Regions from separate parts of the Macaca mulatta genome. Here region 2 is linked to region 1. A link is a contact called in public Hi-C data. All regions are on one chromosome and are shown on one strand. Each heading gives the region's core, a stretch centred on a gene start, on an enhancer-like site or on the middle of the called end of the contact. The rest is flanking DNA. Distances are from core to core; before and after follow the strand shown. Region 1 holds the start of LIMCH1 (LIM and calponin homology domains 1). Region 2 overlaps LIMCH1 (LIM and calponin homology domains 1).

Region 1 (7,024 bases), core at 1,204-3,703:
CCCATGATCTAATCACCTCCCACCAGGTCCCTTCCTCAACATGTGGAGATTGCAATTCAGATTATAATTGAAGATGAGATTTGGGTGGGGACATGGAGCCAGACCATGTCACTGCCCAAAGCCATGTATTGTATTAGTGTACCAGAGTCATTTTGTGAACTATTTGCTTTGCCATGTTTCTTTATGGAAACAGGGTCATCTTCTGCCCACATGTCTTTAGCCCTTTCCCATGCTTGCCTTCTTTATCTTTTCTTTGTATACTTTTCCCTCCCTCTGTTTTGGACGACAGGGTGGAGGTGAGGATCAGTGGTCTATACTCAGCAACTGCTTGTTTGTCAGGTCCAGCTTTGGTCTGTTTACATTCAGTCCCCTTGTTCGTGCCTTTCACAATGATTCTGCTGGATGACTATATCCACCTCATTTTAGATGAGGAAACTGAGGCACACCCTGTAAGTGGCAGAGTCTGGACAGGACTCTGTCTAGTTTGGTGTGCAGTTAGGAGCAGACCTGGCGCCAGGCTGTCTGGGCTTGAATCCAACCCTCCCTGTCCACCAGCTCTGTCCCCTGGTTTCCTCCTAGGAATGATAATAGTCCTATCTTACAGGGCTGGAATAAGGATTGAGTTAGTCAATTATTTGTAATGCACTTAGAACAGTGCCTGGCATAGCATAAGTGCCACATAAGTGTTTTCAAAGTAAATAAACTAAAGCCTGTCTGACTCCAAAGCTGGTAATGGTGGAATTTTAGGCCTGCTTTTTGTTCCATTCCCCTATTATAGCAGCAGAATTGGACAAAGATTAAACTCGGATTCTGGATGGGGAACAGAGATTTAGCGGCTGAGGCACCCAGGTGACCTCTGGCCACCGTCAGAAATCTCCTGTCAGCAGCCATTCTGAAGAGGGGAATCCATTAGCTTGAGGTCCCAGCGCCGGGCTCACATAGGTCAGAGCTCCCTGGTGGCCTACCAGGGGATACCCAGGCAACAATCTAAAAGGTAGTGTGTACCCCTCACCCGCAGTCGGGACCTGGCCTGCCTCTCCCAAGCTATCATTCCCGCCTGGTGCTCTCCTCACCAGCTCCAGTCTTGCTAGCCTGCTGCTGGCTCATCCATCTGGAATTCTTCCCCCAGACTGTTACACAGTTAAATCTCCCTCACTCCTGTCACCTCTTCAGGACATTTCCTTACAGACACCTTCCTTCATCATCACTTGGGCTCTAGTGCAAAACAGAAGGCGTGCTCAAGTGGGAGTGGCCGAGGAGAGTTTAAAGGAAGGGTTAGAAAAAAGTGAGCCGGGTCGGGAGACCATAATGGGATGGGGAAGCCTTTACCATACCTAGGCCTGGGAGGTTTAGTGGGACAAAAGGAGATGGGGAACCTTCTGGAAACCCCCTACCCACCTGCAGGAAGGGACGAGATAAATAAATGCACGTCTCTCCTTAGCTCACTGACCATCTGCCTCCCTCCCATTAGTGGAACCGGGACTCACAGGTCAGCCTCCCAGCCAAAAGGGGGGAAGGCTATCGGAAATTACCCCGCGCTTTTTCTTCCCAAGTCATTATCTTCTCCTCTTCTATCTTAACAACACCCGCCACAATTATATTATTTTGATTTACATGTTTATTGTCTGTCCCGGCCCTCAATTCCTTCTACAATGTAAATACCTCGAAGGCAAGGTAGGGTGTCTATGTTATGTGTGTGTGTGTTTCCGTCTCTGCGTCCCCAGCGCCTGGCCCAGTGCCTGACGCATAGTAGGTACACAGTGACTGTTGGTTGACTGCATCGACAGACTAGGACACAGATAGCTTCCCTGGAGAAGGAAAAGCTCATCGGGGTCGTTTTTCTTTTTCTTTTTACAAAAAGATCAGGTGGCTGTGTACTTCCCGGCGCTGGGCCAGGGGCTGCCCCGCCTTGCCCCAACCTCTGCGGCCAGGAGGGACTGCAGGTGCTGCGCGGCCCGCTAGTCCTCCCGCTCGGGTGCCGCAGCGCCGGCTCCCCCGGGTCCGGGTGCGCCCCGCTGGGCGCGCGTCTCCCATACGAGGCCAGACCCGTCAGCCCGCCCCTCGGCAGCCGGCCGGGCGCAGGGACGTGCGGGGCGGCCAGTGGAGTCCCTCTACCAGGCCGGGTGTGAGCGGGAGGGAGACACGCAGCGCTCACTCCGGGTTATTTTTAGTCAGTAGCTGTGCCCCCCCTCCCCGGGGGCGGAGCGGCCCGCCAAGGTGGGGAGGAGAAGAAGCTCCTGGCGTCTCCGCGCTCGCTCCCGCGGGGCACTCGCGGCGCGTTGGAGCCCGGGCGGCTCTGGGAACAGCTGCCGCGGCGTCCTCTAGCAGCTCGCGGCTCTCCCGGGACCTGTGCCGGCCGGGGGCGGGGAGAGGCGGGGAGGGGAGGCCGGCGGGCGGGAAGGGGCGGGGAGCGCGCTCCTGCGGCGGCGGCGGCGGCGGCGGCGGCGGCGGCCGTCCTCATCCCGGCGCTCGAGCGGACGCGGGGCTGCGCAAATGGCTTGTCCCGCTCTCGGTCTGGAAGCTCTTCAGCCCCTGCAGCCCGAGCCGCCCCCCGAGCCCGCCTTCTCCGAGGCGCAGAAGTGGATCGAGGTAGGTGCGGGTGGCTGGCGGGCGGCCTTGCACTGGCGCCCTGAGCCACGGACCCGCGCACGCTCGGACCGCAGGTCCAGCCTCGCCTTCCCCCAACCCCCCCGCTTTCTTTTGCCGGCTGCTCCAGGTCACCCCTTGGGCCTCGGCGAGCTGCGAAACCCTAGCGCTTTGGCACGGGAATCCCGGGCCAGGGTGGGCGTGAAAGGGGACACTGCAGTCTAGCTGCGCGTGAGGGCAGGAAGGGATCCCCTGCGCCTCCATCCTTCCTGCCCGCTGGCCTCACAAATCTCAGCTCGCGCCGCTTCCAGGCGCTGCCAAGGGAAGCGCAGTGCTAGCAAAGCGTTGCAAAGGCGCAGGAAGCGCGAGTCCCCAGAGACTTCACCGGTGCTCGCATTTCGGGGTATCTTGCTTCTGGTCCCACATTTCGCCCCTTGCCCTCCTACCCGCACCTTTCCGGAGCGGAGTTGGCGGTGTCTCCACGGAGGCGCATACCCACTGGAGCCTCTTGCTGTATTCCTGGCACCGGGTCAGGTGTGAGGCTGGCACCGTGCGCAGGGCCGGGGTAGCCTGCAAGACCCACCTGCGAGCACGCATCCGCATAGACGCTGCCCAGCCTTTGGCGACACCCGCCCCTCTCCATCCCAGGGTCGGCAGGGTCGGTTCCGAAGTACGGGGTACCCGGTCTGGTTGGCATATTTCACTTCTTAAATGACTCGTTGGCAGGCCAGAGAAATCACTGGAGCTCTCGGCTCAGTCCAGGAAGCGCTCGCTGGGTGATCCTGATTCACGATATCTATCAGTAGATGCAGCTTGGTAGCCCCAAGCTCCCGAAATGACCTGTCTGCGGGGTTCAGGACGCTTGAAGAGCATGAAGGGGAAAGGTGACCCCCCTATGATTAGTGCAAGGAGCCTCTGCTTCGATGGGTGGCCTTTCTGGAGGCTTAGTGGAAGGTATGAATTTGGCCTTGTTTCCCTCAGTGACAAGCAGCCCTCTTTGCCTGGTAGTTCAGAGGAGGAAGTGTACCGCTAAATCATGACCCAGCAGTGTTGAAGCTTCCAGAATTCCGCCTGTCACTTAGTGACTCTCTACTCCGTTCAGCATCGTGGTTCTCAAGAAGCTGCTAGAGTAACAGAGCTCCAAGTACAGATTTAAGCCTGCTGAGCTTCCTGCAGAAACCACCCTCACTTAATGTTGCTCTCCTGCTCCAGCCAGAGAGCTGTACCCTACAGGGTTAACCTGCTTCCCGCAAGCAAGAGTGCTACTTAAGAGTTTAGAAACATCTATTTGAAAATAGGGCTCAAGAAACAAAACAATGAACATGAGGGTTGTCTTGCTGAAAGCCCCAGGCATGTCTCATAATTTCATAGCTCACCATCAGACGAGAAAAAGACCTTGGCTTTTTTATTTTTGATATGTGGCTGGAACGGTTTGGCGTGTGACAGGTGCCTCTCTCTGTGTTGCATATTTAGGCTCCCAGGATACACAGGAAGCATTTGTAGTTACTGGCTTGGTGCAGAGTTGGATAACTATTTTTCAGGTTCTTGAACTTTAAAATTCTCAGGAGAGATTTCGAGTGTGGGTAGGGGTAAGGGGAGGATCTAGAAGGAGAACAGTCTTACTATTCTTGAAGGCAAGTGATTTATTCTCAATTTCCTTAACTGTGAGTATCGTTGACATATTCTCTTTTAAAAAAATGTATTGTGGTATAAGTTACACACGTAAAGGTGCACACACCTGAAGTTTACACCTCCATGAATTTTGACATATGTATATTACTATAGCCCCCACCTAAATCAAGATACAAAATGTCTCCTTTGGCCCAGATTACAGTTTGCTTTTAAGAGGTAGTATATTTCAGGCTATTATGCAGTGCAGAGTATTAGCTTTAATATCACGTTTAAGAAAAGGAAGAAGAGATTCCTTAAGAAAGTAGAGCCTCATTAAGCCCTATAGACAGTTTGGCATTGTTCTTGATGCTTTACCATTCATACCAATTTAAGAATGTTAAAACCGTAATGGGGCATGCGTGGCTTTAGGACCAGGCATCCCAGGCGAGCTGCATGTGCATTATTGAATTGAAGGCCTATCTCCTTTCAATTGTTGGGTTCAGTTTCAGGGAAAGGAGAGCTTCCCCCTCCCAGGCTTTATAAAAAGGTAATTGCTCCAGGGGAAAGATAGAGACCTCCCCCTTCCTTCCCAGAGGTTCTTCTTGAAATGTAAATGCTGTGTCTGCAAACCAGGGGAACCCAGGAGTTGTAACAGATGGTTTTGCATGCAGTTGCCTTGTGAACAAAGATTCCTCAGCTAATATAGCAATAATGTAGTACTTAGGGCCAGCGAATTCCCGGGGGAGGGGGGGGGATTGTTATCTCGAGACAGTTGCAGCTCCTCTAGGGGCCCCATTGTCTCTGGCAACATCTTCATTGGTAGGGCTTTGTTTTTACTTTTATTCAGTTGGTGATTAAATTTCCCATAGGTTTTTTTTTTTTCTTTCTTCTTTTTGAGTAGTCGGGAATTTCACCCTTTCATAAAAATGTTCCTTTGGGTGGAGCAAGTTAATAAACAAACTTTGCTGCTTGTCTCGCCTTGGTTCTCGGTCTTCCTTGAGTCATGGATTGGCAAGAAAACATTCATTCTTAATAAAGGCTCAGGGAACCAGCTCCAGGACGTAACTTGTTAGTGAGGAATTTCTCGGCCTGCAGCCTTGGCTATTTGAGGACCATGTTACTGGGCAGGAAATGTGGCCTGGGAACCATTCCCCCACCTCAGCCCCCCTCCCCTCACTCCTTCCTTAGCTGGCAAAGGTGAAAGCTCTAATGGAGCTCTAGATGGTCACAGACCATGTGGGGACAGCCCTGTAACACTCCTAGTGACTTTTTATAGCTGTAGGAGCAGGCTGCACATCTTACTGTGTGTTTGGGAAGACTCCTAGAGGAGACAGCAAACTTGAAGTAGTAACTCTGGCTAGCAGCAGGCAGGGGAGTGACTAACTTCTTTCCATACTACTTTTCTAGAAGGCCTTAGTAACAACAAAATAACTAAGAGTTATTATTGAGAGCATCCATAAAACAGGATACTAATAACAGCTCCTATTTCATAGGAGTGCTGTCAGGATTAAATCAATTAATATATTTAAAATGCTTCAAACAGTGCCCAGTACATAGGAAGTGCTGTGTAAGTATGGTTAGTAGTAGTAGTACCATTATTATTACCACTGCTGTTACTTTTACTACTACTATTATCATTATGCTCATTATTACTACTATTGCTATTGCTATTGTTTTTTCCGTTGTTAATAACAACTAAGGTTGATTTTGAAAGAAATGATTCAGAATACCAAATTTCCAGGGTAGAAAATATGATTTAATTGCCTACTGATTTCATCCTGTTATCTCACTCTGTTAACTCTGGATACCTGGAGTAGAAGTTAACTAGATGCTACATGTCACTCTAATTTGCACTAAAAGTGACTTGGGGATCAGAGAAAAACCTTTAATATCTACTCATAAAATGATCTTGGTAGTCCATCAAAGCTTAGAAAATTATTCCTCAATATTATGCTGAATATGTAAGTTTAATGTGTAATCTTTGTTACCAAACTCCTAGCAGAATGTTCAATGCCTCTCCTCTTGTAGATGATCTAATATTAAATCATTATACAAATAATGGGTCCAAATGTTCATCTAAATGCAGCAGAGTTTTATTCACTGAAGTTGTGTCAACTGCTAGGAATAAGAGTAATTCTTCCATTGATTTGCTTTCCCTCTTCCTCCCTTCTTTTATTCTTTCCTTCTTTTTTTCTGGTGGCATTTATTGAGTTACAAGAGTTTATTGGTAGGTTAGATGACTCTGATTTTCCTGATTCCCCGCTTCTCTTGGCCTCACCACCCACAACAATATTTATCTGTTCTAATCTGTGGTTCTTCTTTTCAATGCCAAACACTTTCTGAAGAAACAGATGTCCTTCAGCTTGGTTTCGGTTATGATTTGGAACAGGTTCCCAGGCCTTTAGGGAGGGACTGGAAATTTCAACCCAACTCAGCCTTATTTCTCAACTTGAGAAGTTCCTGGACTCCTTTACCTTCAATCAGAGTGTGCCCATGGGGCTTGGTGATGAATACAATCTTATTGGTGACCTAATCCATACTTCACAAGAGTGAGAACTAGTGCTGGAAGGGATCAGTTTCTCATTTTGGTTCATTCCCTGCTGCCCACATAGAATTGTTTTCTTATTCAGCTGGGACCTAATTCTGAAGATTAAAAACACTGAGGGTATCATAGCTCTCCAAGACTGAAAGATGCTTGTGTTGTTTGGCAATAGGGAAAATTTATGAATAGCTTTTGAGATAATTTAGCATTTAATGGCCAGTAACATATGACATTTGTGATGTAATACCATAAGTTATACATGTAGTCATTCTAATTCTCCACCTC
Region 2 (7,024 bases), core at 1,557-4,056, 270 kb after region 1:
GCTGAACAAACTAATGAATTTTACGTTTCCAGCAGAAAAGGTTTTTGCCTTTCATTATCAAGTCTGGGATAACTCTCAGTGTTGTGGGTATGATGCATTGTATAAATTAAATGGTTGCCTTGAATTTTCTTCACATTATCACATTATATTGTCTGCTATGACTTCCTTTTCTAAAGGGAAAGTAATGTCAGAATAGCGGGGAGATGACATGGGGTCTGCTCCCAGCCCAGTCTGTTAGTTTGGTAAACCGTATCATCCAACTCACTAGCTTTCCTGAAACGATAGAGGAAGAGGGGAGTGAAGTGGGGTCTGCTGGTGAAGACGACCCAGCTGGCCAAATGAATCCTGGTTGGAAGCCTTCCAATGGTGGGTGTGAATTACCCGACGGCAGTGATAAGGAGCACCCTTCTTCAGACGGGGCTGTGGTGGCCCCAGTTCCCAAGTCTGAAGAAAAAGATGCTGTTGAGATCCAAAAGCGCAAAAGGCTAGAGCAAGCTGGAATCAAGGTCATGCCAGCAGCACAGCGCTTTGCCAGGTCAGCTCTGGGCTGAAGGCTGGCCTGACTGGCTTTCTGCATGCCTGGGGGTTTGAAATCTGTCTAGAGAGTTGGAGTTTTCATCTTATTTTTCCACTTCCCGCTTTTCCTATTGCATCACTGTTCCCTCCTCTGAGCACATAGACGATAGTCTTTGCCTTCAGGCATGTCTCTGCTAAGTACCTCCTGGGTATTTTAAATGAATGTGAAGAGTGAGCTCCTCACTGCTGGGTGCAGACCTTGTCTTCGTCATGTATTTGTGGTCAGGCATGTGTGGGCTGCAGGATTTACCTAGCAATAACATTGTATTTTTCTATTGTTTGTGGCTTGTTAATTTTCACGCTACTCCTAAATGGCTCATATCTTACTTTACACATCACTAGAAAAATAGTCTGTTTCTTTGAAATGGGGAACACTCTCTTTAGGGAGTGGCTGCCTTACAAAAATCCACTTACTTTCCTTGTCCCAAGAGAGTACTAAGTAGAATTGGGTTTATTTGACTCCTTAGTTTCTAAAGCATGTTGATTCAAAAACAAAGAATGGAGTAATTACTTCTCTTTAATTTTAACAAAGGTACTAGTATCCAGTCCTGATAGCTTCATATTACATGTGAGATGGAGACCTTCAGCAATCAGAGCCAAGGAAAACTATAGTTCTACACTCTTCTGTAATGTTTTGAGAAGCTGGTTAATTTTTTTTATAAAATAACCGCAATGATCCTAACAAATAATAATGCAGCCAAAATGTATTTTACAAATCGACATTCATAATAATTTGACAGTTGAAATTCCTTTGCCACTTGCTGTTTAATTTTTTTTTTTTTTTGAGATAGAGTCTCACTCTGTCACCCAAACTGGAGTGCAGTGGTGCGATCTTGGCTCACTGCAACCTCTGCTTCCAGGTTCAAGCAATTCTCGTGCCTCAGCCTCCCAAGTAGCTGGGATTACAAGCGTGTACCACCACGTCTGGCTAATTCTTGGATTTTTAGTAGAGACAGGGTTTCACCATGTTGGCCAGGCTGGTCTAAGAGGTGGCTGATATACCCATCTTCCAGAAGTGTGAGCTGAGGATCATTGATAGTGACTTGCAAAGGTGGTCACTACCAACCTGGTGACCAGATTCGGATGCTCTGACCACAGCACCACATCTTCCTCTCACACATTTTCTGTTTCTCTGTACAACTCCACATGTGGTTTTTTATGTGGTCCAGGTCTTAATTAAAATATCCAGTGTTGAGTTACATAAATTTAATTCTAGAGTACCTTTGTATTAAAAAAAAAAAAAAAACTAAGGATATACTTCCTCCTTGTGTGTGGTATATTACAGATAATCATGCATATTCTAAACATGTATGTGCTTCTAGAATATTCTAACATAAAATTGTGCTTATGTTACAAAAAGCTCTCTGAGTTTATTAAATAATAAAGAGTAATATAATAAAATCTTTTTTAAAAATCCAGATTTTTTAAAGTTTTGATACAGAGACCTTATCAGACACATTTTTTTTCTGCATCCCTTGAGCATCCCATATCCCATGTACCAGAGACCGGACTAGATGCTGAGAAGACAAAAATAATAATAGTGAGGGGAATAATATCTCCTCACTAGGTACCATTTTTCAGACCTCTCCCACTTCTGCCTTTAAGGACATAGTAGTAGGTAATAAGTGATACAGATAAGAATATGAACTTATGTGAAATTTTAATCTTCCTGTCTCTGACACACATTTTTCGTTTATATCACATGTGTAAAGTCTTTAAGCTAGTGTTTACCAAGGATACCATCATCCTTAGAGTATCTAAAATAGCAGGGGGAGAAGAGGGGGAGCTGCGTTAAACTAATTCAGCACACTCAGGAATAATGGTCATGTAGAGAAGAGAAGTGGGGCAAAGACTGGGAAGTCCATACACGTACTGTGCCACTTCAGTAACTGGGACGTTTATTTTATTAAAAACTTTGAACTCTTTTATGACAATTCCCATTCGCTGTACAAACATCAAATCATAGTTTAAAAATGTAATTCTAATGAATATATATTATCTTTGTTTATTTCACTTCCATTCACGTTTCCTGTTATCTGGCTTAATTTTAACCTATTTCATTCAAGTTAGCTCTCATATGCAGAAATTTGCAGGTCAGTTAATGTCATTGCCTCAGATCTTCTGACTTAGCATTTAAAATTGGGCTCTGGATAATTATGCATATTCTCAGAGAATGTTCCCAATAGCAACACAACACAGCTGCTCCAAACACCCAGAATTCATTTGTTAGGCAGATTTTTCAGCTGCCAGCCAGCTCCCTCATAAAGGTTTTACACATAGCATGCCACCAGCCTGGCATGTCTACGTCTTTGTCACTTACTTTTTTGCATGCCACAAGAGTTGAGAGTCATTCTAAGTTTATCCACATTTGGGATCCTGCTTTTAATGTGGCAGAAAGTAGCTTAACTGGAATGAAGTATCATGAAGAAGAAAAGGACTCTTGGTGTCTGAAAAATAGGAATTTAAATCATTGAAAAACACTGATACCTCTCAAGGCATTTTAATCTCAGTGTTCTGTCTTTGACATCCAGATGAATTCTGGCCAGCACGTCTCTGCACCCAACAAGAGGACCACTTGTTGTGGCCCATTTCTCAGCTGAGAAATGTTTGTAGAGATGAATGAGATAATAGAGCCATATCCGAGGGGAGGAGCATATAGATGAACAACAAAGCTTTCTTTTGTAGACTGTTTTTTGTTTGCTTGTTTCCCAAGTATTCTTAAACACCTTGCTAGGCTGGGTGCGGTGGCCCAAACCTGTAATCCCAGCATTTTGGGAGGCTGAGGTGGGCAGATCACTTGAGGTCAGGAGTTCGAGACCAGCCTGGCCAACATAGTGAAACCCTGTCTCTACTAAAAATACAAGAAAATTAGCCAGGCATGGTGGCATTTGCCTGTAATCCCAGCTACTTTGGAGGCTGAGGCAAGAAAATTGCTTGAACCCGGGAGGCAGAGGTTGCAGCGAGCCGAGATCGCATCACTGCACTCCAGCCTGGGCAACAGAGCGAGACTCGTATTATCTTTAAGACAATATACAAACGGGAGCAAAGGCGCATGTTATTTCATTTTCACATGAGGTCAAAAACCTAGAAGTCCCAAGCTTCCTGTCAAACAATATATTAGCAGTATCTTAGCATCAAGAGACGGAAAGTAGGACTTCTTAATAAATGTGTGGAGTTTAATATTTATTAGAGTTTCCACTGAAGGGAAGAAGTATATAAATTACTTTTTCTTCTATTTTATTTTATGGTTGCGCTAACTTAATTATCCCCCAAATATCAGAGTCTGCCAAAGAAGCCAAGATTTCTGTTTTTAAGAGGATAAAATAAGAACCAAGATGCACTTCCCCTGAATTAAAATGCCATAGAGATTTGAGTTCTTTTACTTGGTGTTTCCCACTGGAGAAGTAAACTTTTTTTTGAACTGAATTATAGGTTTCATGTGATTGTACTTCTTTTCTAATTGTTTTCATATGTTTCAGCACTCAGTGCTTGCTTTCTGCTAGTCTGTGGATCTTCTCAACCACGTAGTAATTAATTACAGAGGGGAAAACTAGGCGGGGGGCAGGGTGGGGGGTGTAAAAAAACCTCCGAGGAACAATAGACATTTTAGAAATCTTTAGAGGAAGAGCAGATGCAGCTAAGTGCCAGACATGGATTCCTCTACAGTCCTCCTTACCAGATGCCAGTTCACCATGGCTGCTGAACAGATCCTCGGGTATCGGGGACCAGCCAGGCACGTAACTTGCACGAACCTTTGTGACTCTGGATGTATTAGGGTGGTGCACAAGTAATTGTGGGTTTGCCATTTTTAAAGGCAAAAACCGCAATTACTTGTGCACTGACCAAACAGCTGCCCTGATTGGAGATGGGGTGAACAGGGAGGTTTCCAGTGTCACCCAGAACATTCCCAGGGGGACTAAGAGGCTTTTTTGGAGAGCAGAGTTTCCTTCATTGGAACACACTAGCTACCAATCTAAGCTGGTTGCTTATGCATTGCCAAGTAAAACTGGGTGAAAGAAAACGCCAGCTCTTCCTTAGTTTAAATCATTATCTCATTCATTTTGAAATATGTAAGCCTCAGAAACGTTGAGACAAGAGCTTTTCTTCTCCCTCACCTGCTTTGGACCCATAATCTCTCCTACCAAGATAGCTAGCCTGCCTTTCTTTAGGTAAGGCTGTGCAGGATCGCCAGTTGGAGGCAGGGCTTGGCATTTCTCATTTCACATTGTGCTGTATTCCTTCCACATGAAACAGTGAGCTGTGCCCCCAAAGCAACTCCTTCTTCCCAAAGCTACTCATCTATGAGTGACTTGGATGAAATAAAAGTGCCAAACCTTCTCATGAATATAAATCCAGACAGCCTGGGCCTGCCTCTTGAGTATACTTCAATTAATTTACCTGAGTTCAGATGGCTTGAATTAGAGACCTTAATATTCTGTTCTGCAAAGGGGGCATCATAATTCCTATTTTGCAGGGTTGTCATGAAAATTAGTGTATCTGGAATGTTCTAGCTACTAAGAGTTGTAGTTATTGAAAAATAAAGTAAAACAGACCCAAGTTTCACAAAAGACTGCTCTTAAGGTCCTTCAAAGAAAAAAAAAAAAAGCACATTATAAAAGTCATTTAAATATTTTGATACCTAGATGCCTGTGAATACAATCCTACATATCTACCTTATACATATTATTTATTATTTCAAGGCCAACAGGGCCAGCTCAAAACTTGTATCATTATGTTTTGCTCTCCATGAATCTGCCTTGAAGCTCTGAACTTAAAAGACTCAAGCAATTAGTGGAAAATCAGTCACTGTGACAATTTTTCAAGTGGGTGGGGAGTGTCTTCAGATAGCCAATGGTATGAAAACTTTCTTCACCCTCTTTTTTTTTATCTATTTTTTTAAGTCCACATATCTAAATTGAGATCCTTTGAAATGAGTCTTGCCACACTGGGCATTTAGCCTAAAAATAAACACCCAAGGGAATTTGCAGCCTGGCTGGGTTCACAAGATGCACAAGGGACCAGATTCTCCCTGCTCAAATTGGCATCGCAAATTGGCAGGGCCATTTGCATAAACATGAATATTTTATTCCAAAAAATCTGCCCAAGCTTGGGGAGGTTGGAGCCCAGGACTGTTTGGTTTGTCCAAAAGTGGAAAGAATGTTGCTCTTGGACTTCAGGGGTTCAAGCAGAAGATCTGCTCCTAAATTAGGGTATGAGAGCTCTGATTGCACTGCTGCATTCCAGCCTGGGTGACAGAACAAGACCCTGTCTCTTGAAAAAAAGAAAAAGAAGAGTTGGGAGATGGAGAGACAGGAGGATGGAAGAGGGAAGAAAGGGTTGCTGATGGAAAGGTGCAGGGTACGATAAGCTTCCTGGCAGTGGAGGACCACGGGAATGGAATAGTTTAAGACCATCCTATGAGTGGTCGTAAACTATCCCAGATGTTTCAGGTTAGCTCAGCCCTGAAGAAAGAATTCCTTACATTTTGTAATCTGTTACACATTCTAGGTGTGGTGTCACACAGCTGCATTCATTTGTTTTCCCCCAAATCAGTTTCTTGGTGGCTCAATTTTCTGCCCTGTCAGTCAAAAACAAATTAAGTGTCTACTGGGTACTAATGTGCTAAAGAAAAAAGAACAGTAACAAAAAGCTTCCCATTTTTCCCCAAGTTCATGCAAAGAATCTGCACTGTCCCTTTCAGAGCCATTTAGGATCCTGCTTTTCTATTGCTGATGGAAGCCCTGAAAATTAAATGAATTTTTAGTATTGCTAGTGTCTGGCTAAATTCAAGGTTTTAAAACCCACCCTAACTATGCTGCAACTCTGGACTGAAATAATGAACAGATGCCATTTGAACTAACAATATCGAGAAGACTTTTCACTAACAACACAGTTGTCTGTCTAGAGACGGGGATTTAATTTTTTTTTGTCTGATCACATGTGGAGTCCCATTTAATTTTCCCCTATCAGTCAAAAACAGTTAAGTGAAGACAAAGAAGCTATTCGTGATATTGTCCTTCGCAAAGAAAACTCTTTCCTGACCCACCAACATGGCAACAATTCAGAGGCAGAAGGTGAAGTTGTGTGTCGACTGCCTGATCTTGAGAAGGATGACTTTGCTGCAAGGAGAGCAAGGATGAACCAAACCAAGCCAATGGTGCCATTAAATCAACTCCTCTATGGCCCTTATCCAAAGAAAGGGGCAGAGAAATCAGATGGCAGCAAACAGCTCTCAAAGGGAATCTCAAAAAAAAGAAGTCTAGAATATAAAAGGTGTGCGTGGTGTGTATGTGTGTGTGTCTATGAAAGAGAGAGGGAGAGAGGACATAATTAAGTGAAGTCAATTTGTATTGTACCCCTTCCAGTTCCTCTTTCCAGCCCCTCAATTATATGTACTTTGTAATGGGGGTTTATTTTGAAGCGGAACTTTAGGTATTCAATCTCCACT

The links. A called contact is a pair of places that touch in the nucleus more often than the background predicts.
Region 2: a Hi-C map of fetal cortical plate shows a contact between it and region 1, with 2.0 times the contacts expected there. The contact joins the enhancer-like site here to the promoter of LIMCH1 in region 1. A contact is called at or near these places in 2 of 14 Hi-C or Micro-C datasets (fetal cortex germinal zone and fetal cortical plate).

Annotation. Positions count from the first base shown.
Region 1 is chr5:40,606,298-40,613,321 of T2T-MMU8v2.0, forward strand. LIMCH1 (LIM and calponin homology domains 1) reads left to right here and starts at 2,454. Exons shown (of 26, transcript XM_078003355.1): 1 at 2,454-2,589. The coding sequence starts at 2,494.
Region 2 is chr5:40,871,710-40,878,733 of T2T-MMU8v2.0, forward strand. The region is part of intron 9 of LIMCH1 (LIM and calponin homology domains 1); the gene reads left to right. Among named protein-coding and RNA genes, the nearest start is that of PHOX2B, 130 kb to the right of the region's middle. Within about 2 kb of position 2,807, at least 11 of the 40 cell types and tissues checked have an H3K27ac peak or open chromatin away from gene starts, as enhancers often do. A contact at or near this core is called in fetal cortex germinal zone and fetal cortical plate, where this site is marked.